Regions from separate parts of the Canis lupus genome. Here region 2 is linked to region 1. The links are chromatin contacts, called in public Hi-C maps. All regions are on one chromosome and are shown on one strand. The core of a region is the stretch at or near the end of the contact, and the rest is flanking DNA. Distances in the headings are between cores, read along the strand shown. Region 1 holds the start of ITPA (inosine triphosphate pyrophosphatase). Region 2 holds the start of MRPS26 (28S ribosomal protein S26, mitochondrial).

The links. A called contact is a pair of places that touch in the nucleus more often than the background predicts.
Region 2: a Hi-C map of blood shows a contact between it and region 1, with 3 times the contacts expected there. The contact joins the promoter of MRPS26 here to the promoter of ITPA in region 1. A contact is called at or near these places in 2 of 9 Hi-C or Micro-C datasets (amygdala and blood).

The regions. Positions count from the first base shown.
Region 1 is chr24:18,532,112-18,535,556 of UU_Cfam_GSD_1.0, reverse strand. It overlaps ITPA (inosine triphosphate pyrophosphatase), which reads left to right and starts at 1,550. Exons shown (of 8, transcript XM_038571747.1): 1 at 1,550-1,703. The coding sequence starts at 1,638.
Region 2 is chr24:18,667,414-18,670,884 of UU_Cfam_GSD_1.0, reverse strand. It overlaps MRPS26 (28S ribosomal protein S26, mitochondrial), which reads left to right and starts at 1,357. Exons shown (of 4, transcript XM_038571365.1): 1 at 1,357-1,659; 2 at 1,754-1,900; 3 at 1,994-2,117; 4 at 2,823-3,352. The coding sequence starts at 1,448. The coding sequence ends at 2,960.

The DNA.
Region 1 (3,445 bases), core at 301-2,800:
CTGCTGTGGTGGAGGGGAAGACTTTCTCCTCTGCCTCTGGTCCTTCTACCTGGACTTACAATCAAATTGACATGAGACAGATTAAGAGGAGAAAATCAAATTTAATAGGTGTGTGTAAACGGAATCCACGAAGACAAGATTCCAATGACAATGAAGCAACAGGATGCTTAAAAGAACTAAGAAGGGGTAGGGGCTCGAGCATACAAAGGGGAAAAAACTCATTAGCGAGAAGGTGAAAAGGGATGTTTGGGAAACAAGGTTGCTCTGTTATACAGATAATTACTTCATGGTGTGTGGGTGTGAGTCTGCTAATACTTTTCTTCCAGTTGCAAGCTCTCCAATGTAAATTTTTGCAGTTATGGTGGAGGCAAGAACCTTTCCTGCATCTGCTGTTTTTATTACTTTTAACTCAAAATAATCTTTATGCCAAAGGGGCACATGTTGAGGCATCTCATTCTGCACTCCTCCACTGTGTTCGGGATGCAAAGATCTGGCTGAGGGAGCGGGCATGGAGAAGGCATGATGGATGCGAGAAGGTGTAGGGATGAGGGAATGAGGGAGTTGAAATACTGAGTTCCCAAGCCTGGAAGATGGGTGAAAAGACCTGGCTTGCTTTAGGCTGTGCTAAATTTAAATTCAGAGGCAAGTAGTCATCTGAAAAGAAAATAATTTCAAAGATACCGAGAACAGATTGGTAGTTGGGAGCTGGGAGAATGGGTGAAGGAGGTTGAAAGGCATAAATTTCCAGTTATAAAGTAATCCTGGAGACGTACAGCGTGGTAGCATGTTGACTGTAGTTAACAATATTGTACTGCATATTTGAAGGTTGCTGCGAGAGTAAAATCTAAAGGTTCTCATCACAAGAAAAAAAACAGGTAACTATGTAAAGTGATCGATGTTAACCAGACTTACTGAGGTGAATGCTTCCAAGTGTATACAGATACCAAATTATAAGCCGTACACTGAAACTAACATAGCGTTATATGTTAGTTACATCTTAAAACAAATTCCTTTTTTAATCCACAAAGTAATCAGAGCTGGCGGGCAAGGAAAGAACGGAGTGGGGCTGGAGGTGAGGTCAGGATAAAGATCCAGATTTGCAGCCCCTGCCCAGAAGGACACAGCTCTCGCAGGTAGATTTGGAGGTGCCCGCGGAGAAGGCGAACCGCCCAGAGCACCGGACAGCAGCTCATTACCGTGCAGGTTCTTTGCTTCCCTCGATGCCCCCTTCCCAGAGAGGGGAGAAAGCAGAGGTGGGGCCGGCGGCTGCAGTGGTCTCTTCTGGTCTTCGAAGAGACGTCCCCTTGGCGGAAGGGCATGGTCTCAACGCGCTCGACCGCCAGTCTCGGGAAGACCCCGCCATTCCGGCGCAGACGGAATCCAAAGTTCCTGCTTCTGGGAATCTTGTGGCTAGCACTGAGGACGGGAGTGGCCGGGCCGTCCTCCCTTCTAGCGCTCGGGGCCCCAGGCTGCTCAAGCGGCGCTCGCCAGGGTCTGAGCAGGGAAGCCGGATGCCCAGCGTTCCCCGGCCTGGGGCCCTACGCCGGAAGCTGCGCCGCCCGGTTCCGCGTCAGCGGAAGTGCCTGCCACTCGAGGCAAAGGGCTTCCGGTGGGTCGGCTTGGTCATCGGAGTCAGCATGGCGGCCCCCTTGGCGGGGAAAAAGATCGTGTTTGTCACCGGGAACGCCAAGAAGCTGGAGGAGGTGCCGGGAGGGCGCGGGAGGCCGACCAGTGGCGGCTGGGGTAGCGCGTGGTAGGGCCCCCTGGGGACCGGGCGGAGAAGCAGCCTCCAGGCGGAGTGCGCATGGAGGGGCTGCCCCGGGCGCGTGGAACAGGCTGCGCCGCGCTGAGTGAAACGGCCGTGCGTGCACAGTGGGGACGGCCGGTGGTTGGCCTTGATAGAGCTAGGGCGTTGACAAATCCGGCCGTGCGAGCGCGGAAGCTGCGGGAGCCAAAGGAGTGCCAGGTCCTCAGTACCTGCCCCAAAGATCCCCGATTAGGCTGGACCCCAAACCGGGGCTCTTGACACAATTCTGGAGCTGATCCAGACCCCGCTGCCGACCTGGGGTGGCAGGGGTCAGAGCGTGGGACCGGCAGCCAAACTGGGCGGTCCACGCCCCACCACTGTCCAGAAATGTGATCCTCAGCCTCCTTCCTCTTCTGTGAAATGGGGATGATTTGGAACATCTTTTTCACAGCGCAATGGGGAGGAGTGAAGAAGAAGGCAAAAAAAAAAAATTCAAAGTTACTGCTTCTGGGAATTTTGTGGCTAGCAGTGAGGATTCTGCGGGTGGATTGATAGCCTTTGGGTGCAAGTAATAGAGACACACAGGGAACTCATGTAAACCACCAGGTGACTCTTATGGGAATACCAGTGTAAGGATGCCCCCCAGGACTTGAGTGTCCCAAGGGCCTATCTTGCCTTTGTAGTTCTCTGAATGCTCATCCCTTTCCTAGTAAGCGTTTTTCTGCTTACTTCCCTCCTGGTGGAGTGGACAGTGAGGCTTCTGCCATACATTAGCTCTCGCTAGCCTTGCTTGGGAAAAGGGTTTGTCCGTGCTCATTTATGGCCAAGGAGGTGGGTCATGAACCAGAGCCCTGGGCTGATAAAAAGTTTGGGATCCTGAGGCCGGGCCAGGCCGGTCCAACAGACAAGTAGTGCCACCCTGAAAAGAGCCCCATGCAGGATAGTGGATGCCCAGTTCCCAAACCCGTCTCTGGTTGCGAATGTGGCCACCTACATTTTAAGGGGCTAGAATGGCCAGAGGAGGCTTACTGGAAAAGATGAAGTTGTCTTAGAACAGGGTGTCTTAACTCTTTATCTCATAGTCTTCCTTTTTTTTTTTTTTTTTTTTTTTTTGAGATTGATTTATTTATTCATAAGAGACACAGGCTGAGAGAAGCAGAGACATAGGCAGAGGGAGAAGCAGGCTCCATGCAGGGAGCCTTATGTGAGGCTTGAACCCAGGATCCTGGGATCATGACCCAAGCCAAAGGCAGGTACTTAACCGACTGAGCCACCCAGTTGCCCCTATCTCATAGTATTCCATTGACAGGCTGATGAAGGGCGGCCCCAGTGGCACAGCGGTTTAGTGGCGCCTGCAGCCCAGGGCGTGATCCTGGGGACCCTGGATCCAGTCCCACATCAGGCTGTCTGCATGATGCCTGCTTCTCCCTCTGCCTGTGTCTCTGCCTCTCTCTCTCTCTCTATCTCTCTATGTGTCTCTATGAATGAATAAATAAAATCTTTAAAAAAAAAAAAAGACAGGCTGATGAAGCCTATGGACCCTTTTTCAGGAAAATATTTTTAAATGTACAAAGTAGGGGATCCCTGGGTGGCGCAGCGGTTTGGCGCCTGCCTTTGGCCCAGGGCGCGATCCTGGAGACCTGGGATCGAGTCCCACGTCGGGCTCCCGGTGCATGGAGCCTGCTTCTCCCTCTGCCT
Region 2 (3,471 bases), core at 108-2,607, 140 kb before region 1:
AGCCCAGCCACCCCCACCTGCCCCCAAGGTGGGTTAAAGGTATCCCCCGCCTGAGTGGGAGGAAGAAGGTATTAGCTGGGGCTCCTTCACCTACTGTGAGCCTAGGGTAGGAGCAGTGGGCAGGCCACAGCCTTGGCTCGTTTCTGAGGAAGGGTCCTGGGCACTGCAGCAAACGGCCCAGACCAGACCGCCCATAACCTCCCAAGCAATTCCCTGGCTCCCCCTGAGAACAGTGTGCCCTGGGAGGGCAGAACTACAGGCTGGTGGCCCCTCTGTAGAAAGCAGCACCTGGTGCAAACACTGCTAGTAAGTACAGGGAGAGGCCTGGCATTGGCCAGCAGGGGCCATTGTGGCTAAGGACTTGGGGGATATGTGGACAAAAGAGGGGAGTAATGAGCTAAAACTGAGACGACCCCTGGGCACACAGCAGGATGCTATCTGCTATCCTTCCTATTTCCCAGAATTCTAGACAATTTATGATAAGATACTTATGTTAAATTAAAAGAAGTAACTAGTGGAGTGGAGAGAATTCTACTGAAAACCTCCATAAGACAGTGGCTGTACTAGGGTCCTCCAGGCTTCTTTCTTGTCAAGAGAAGCCCATATGTCCGGAGGTGAGCAGCCCCTCAGTGAAAAGAGGTGAGGGGTGTGAACTTACACTATTAGGTAAGGGGGTCCCAAGAACCAAGGCTGACGCACTAGAAATGCAGTGATTGCAGAAGACCAGTGTGCAGCGATGGATTATTATTACTATTTTGCATTTATTTTAAAGTGCACGGGAAAGCCATAACTGAAGGAGAAAAAGTAAATTCGTATTAGGCAAAAACATTACGTAATTTAAGTTGGTGTGAGCTCAGGTTTTTACAAACCAGGTTTGTTTGGGGTGGGCAACGCCCAGGGAGCTCCAGAGCCCCCACGCTGGGTTCCCTAGCCGGCAAGGGGGTCCTCAGGACGAGAGAGCAAGCTGGCCGCCTGGCGGACCAGGTCGGGAGAGGTGAGGGCGGGCAAGGTCGCAGGCGAGCAGCCTGGTGACCAGGGCGTCCTCTGAAATGATCACCTCCTCCCCCCACAGACTGGACCTAGAGCACCGCGCCCTGTCGCCTTCCAATAAAGATACGAAGCCCCTGAAGCTGCTGCTTCGAGCTCTCTCCTCTGTCCCGTCCCTCGCCCACCCGCTCTGAGACTCTCCAGCGCGGGGGTTGGGGGACGTGGGCCCCGCCCGCCGGCGGGAGGGACGCGGGGCGGGGCGGGGCAGGCCCTGCAGGGAGGGTGCGGCCAAGGCCCGGGCCCGAGGACCCCGCGGAGGTGTGCCTGCGCGCGCCGCCCCGCCCTACGGGCTCCCGGGGGTGGGGGCGGGGCCCGCGGACTACGCGTCCCGTGGTGCCCCGCGGTCGTCTCCGGGCCCCGTGATGCCCTGCGGCGCGCCGGAACCGGGAAGGCTGCGGCCATGCTTTGCGCGCTGAGAGTTTGGGGCGCGGGTCCCCGGTGGGGGCCTCCGGCCCCGCTGCTGCTCCTCGTGCGCGGCCGCAAGACCCGCCACGACCTTCCGGCCAAGTCCAAGGTCGGGCGCGTGGCGACCCCGCCCACGGTGGATCCCGTAGAGTTCTTCGTGCTGACGGAGCGTTACCGGCAGTACCGCCAGACGGTGCGCGCCCTCAGGTGTGTGTGACGGCGGGGGCGGCCGCCGGCGCCGTGGGCTGTGAGGCGGAGGGCGGGCGGAGAGGGTGCCGACCGCGGGCCTGTCTCCGCCCAGGCTGGAGTTCGTGACTGAGGTGCGGAAGAAGGCGCACGAGGCCCGGGCCGGGGTCTTGGCAGAGCGCAAGGCGCTGCAGGATGCCACCGAGCACCGCGACCTGATGGCCTGGAACCAGGCGGAGAACCAGCGGCTCCACGAGCTGCGGTGAGTGGGCCGGGAGGCGGGGCAGGCCGCTGGTGGCGCGGGGCAGACCCAGCCGCGCGCAGTCTCAGCCTCTTGCCCTCGCCCCCACCCCAGGTTAGCTAGGCTGCGGCAGGAGGCGCGGGAGCAGCAGCAGCGGCAGGCGGAGGAAGAAGCCCGGCGGGCCCGAGAGGCCCAGGCCTGGGCGCAGCTCAAGGAGCAGGAAGTGCTGCAGCTGCAGGTGGGTCGCGTCTCCGGGCCTGGAGCTAAGGGCCGGGAACAACTCCTGGGCGGCAGTCCTGGGCGCGGCGCAGTGGGACACTGGCCAGCGCACTGAGGGAGCGAGCAGCCTTGAGGCTCAGTTAGCAGGTGAGGATTTGGGGGAGGAGTGCAAAGAGAGTGACGGGCGCAGACACCCAGAGGTGAGAGTTGACATTAGAATTGTAAAGTATCCGAGTAGCTAGGTGGCGGTAAGCCCGCCTCTTACCCCGGAAGGGCCCCCAGTTCCACAAGGAGTTGGTATTTTGTTTTGCGGGTATAGTCATTGAAGTGTTAATATTTTGGGCTAGGGTGGCAGGTGTGAGACTAAAAAGCAGGGAGACCATTTGGGAGTGATCCATTAAGAGTGGATGAGGTCTGAATTAAAGTAATGGGGGGGTGCGGAGAACAAGTTTGACAGAGATTAACGAGGGACATTGAGGCAACATTCAACCCAGTGGGACTCGAGATTGTCACAACTGGTGTGCTTGGAGTTCTGGCTGAGATGTCCAGTGGATAATTATCTAAGAGGAATATGATAAGGCTGCCTGATACTCTTCCACTGGAAGGTCACAGAGGACCTGGGCTCCAAGCATCCATCCAGAGGGAGAACTGGAGACTCAGTGGGCTAAAGGTCAGCAGGCCTGTGCTGGAGACTTCCATTCAGTAGCTTTCTGTCTCCCAATAGGAGGAAGCAAAAAATTTCATTACCCGAGAGAACCTGGAGGCACGGGTGGAAGAAGCATTGGACTCGCCGCCGAAGAGCTACAATTGGGCCATCACCAGGGAAGGGCTGGTGGTCAGACCACAGCATAAGGGCTCGTAAGGGTCCAGTAAGGACAGTGCCCACCCAGGGACCATGTGTGTATGGGGTAGGAGGGTTGGGCCTGATCTGGAATAGATCTGTTGATGTTGCTTAGGAAGAAGGAGGCTCAGCCTATTCCAGTGTCCTCCTCACATTCTGCCCTGCACCCACCACCTGGTTGGCAGTTCCCATACATACTGTCCTGTTCTACACCCATGTACGACTCAGCAAAGCAGCAGACCTTAGAGGTTTCCAGCTCACAGTGGCTCACAGTGGCGCAGAATGGACCACAGTCCCCTCGATCAACTCGGTCTAAGTGTCATCAAGGACATGGACAGAGGTTGGCAAATTACAGTCCTTTGGCCCAGTTTGTCCTACTGCCTGTTTTTGTAAATAAATTTTATTGGAACACAGCTACATTCATTCATTGACTACTTTCACACTATAATGGCAGAAATGAGCTGTGTAACAGACTATTTGACTTGCAAAGTGTAAAAAATATTTGTTACATGGGTTTTTGTTTTTTTTTTTT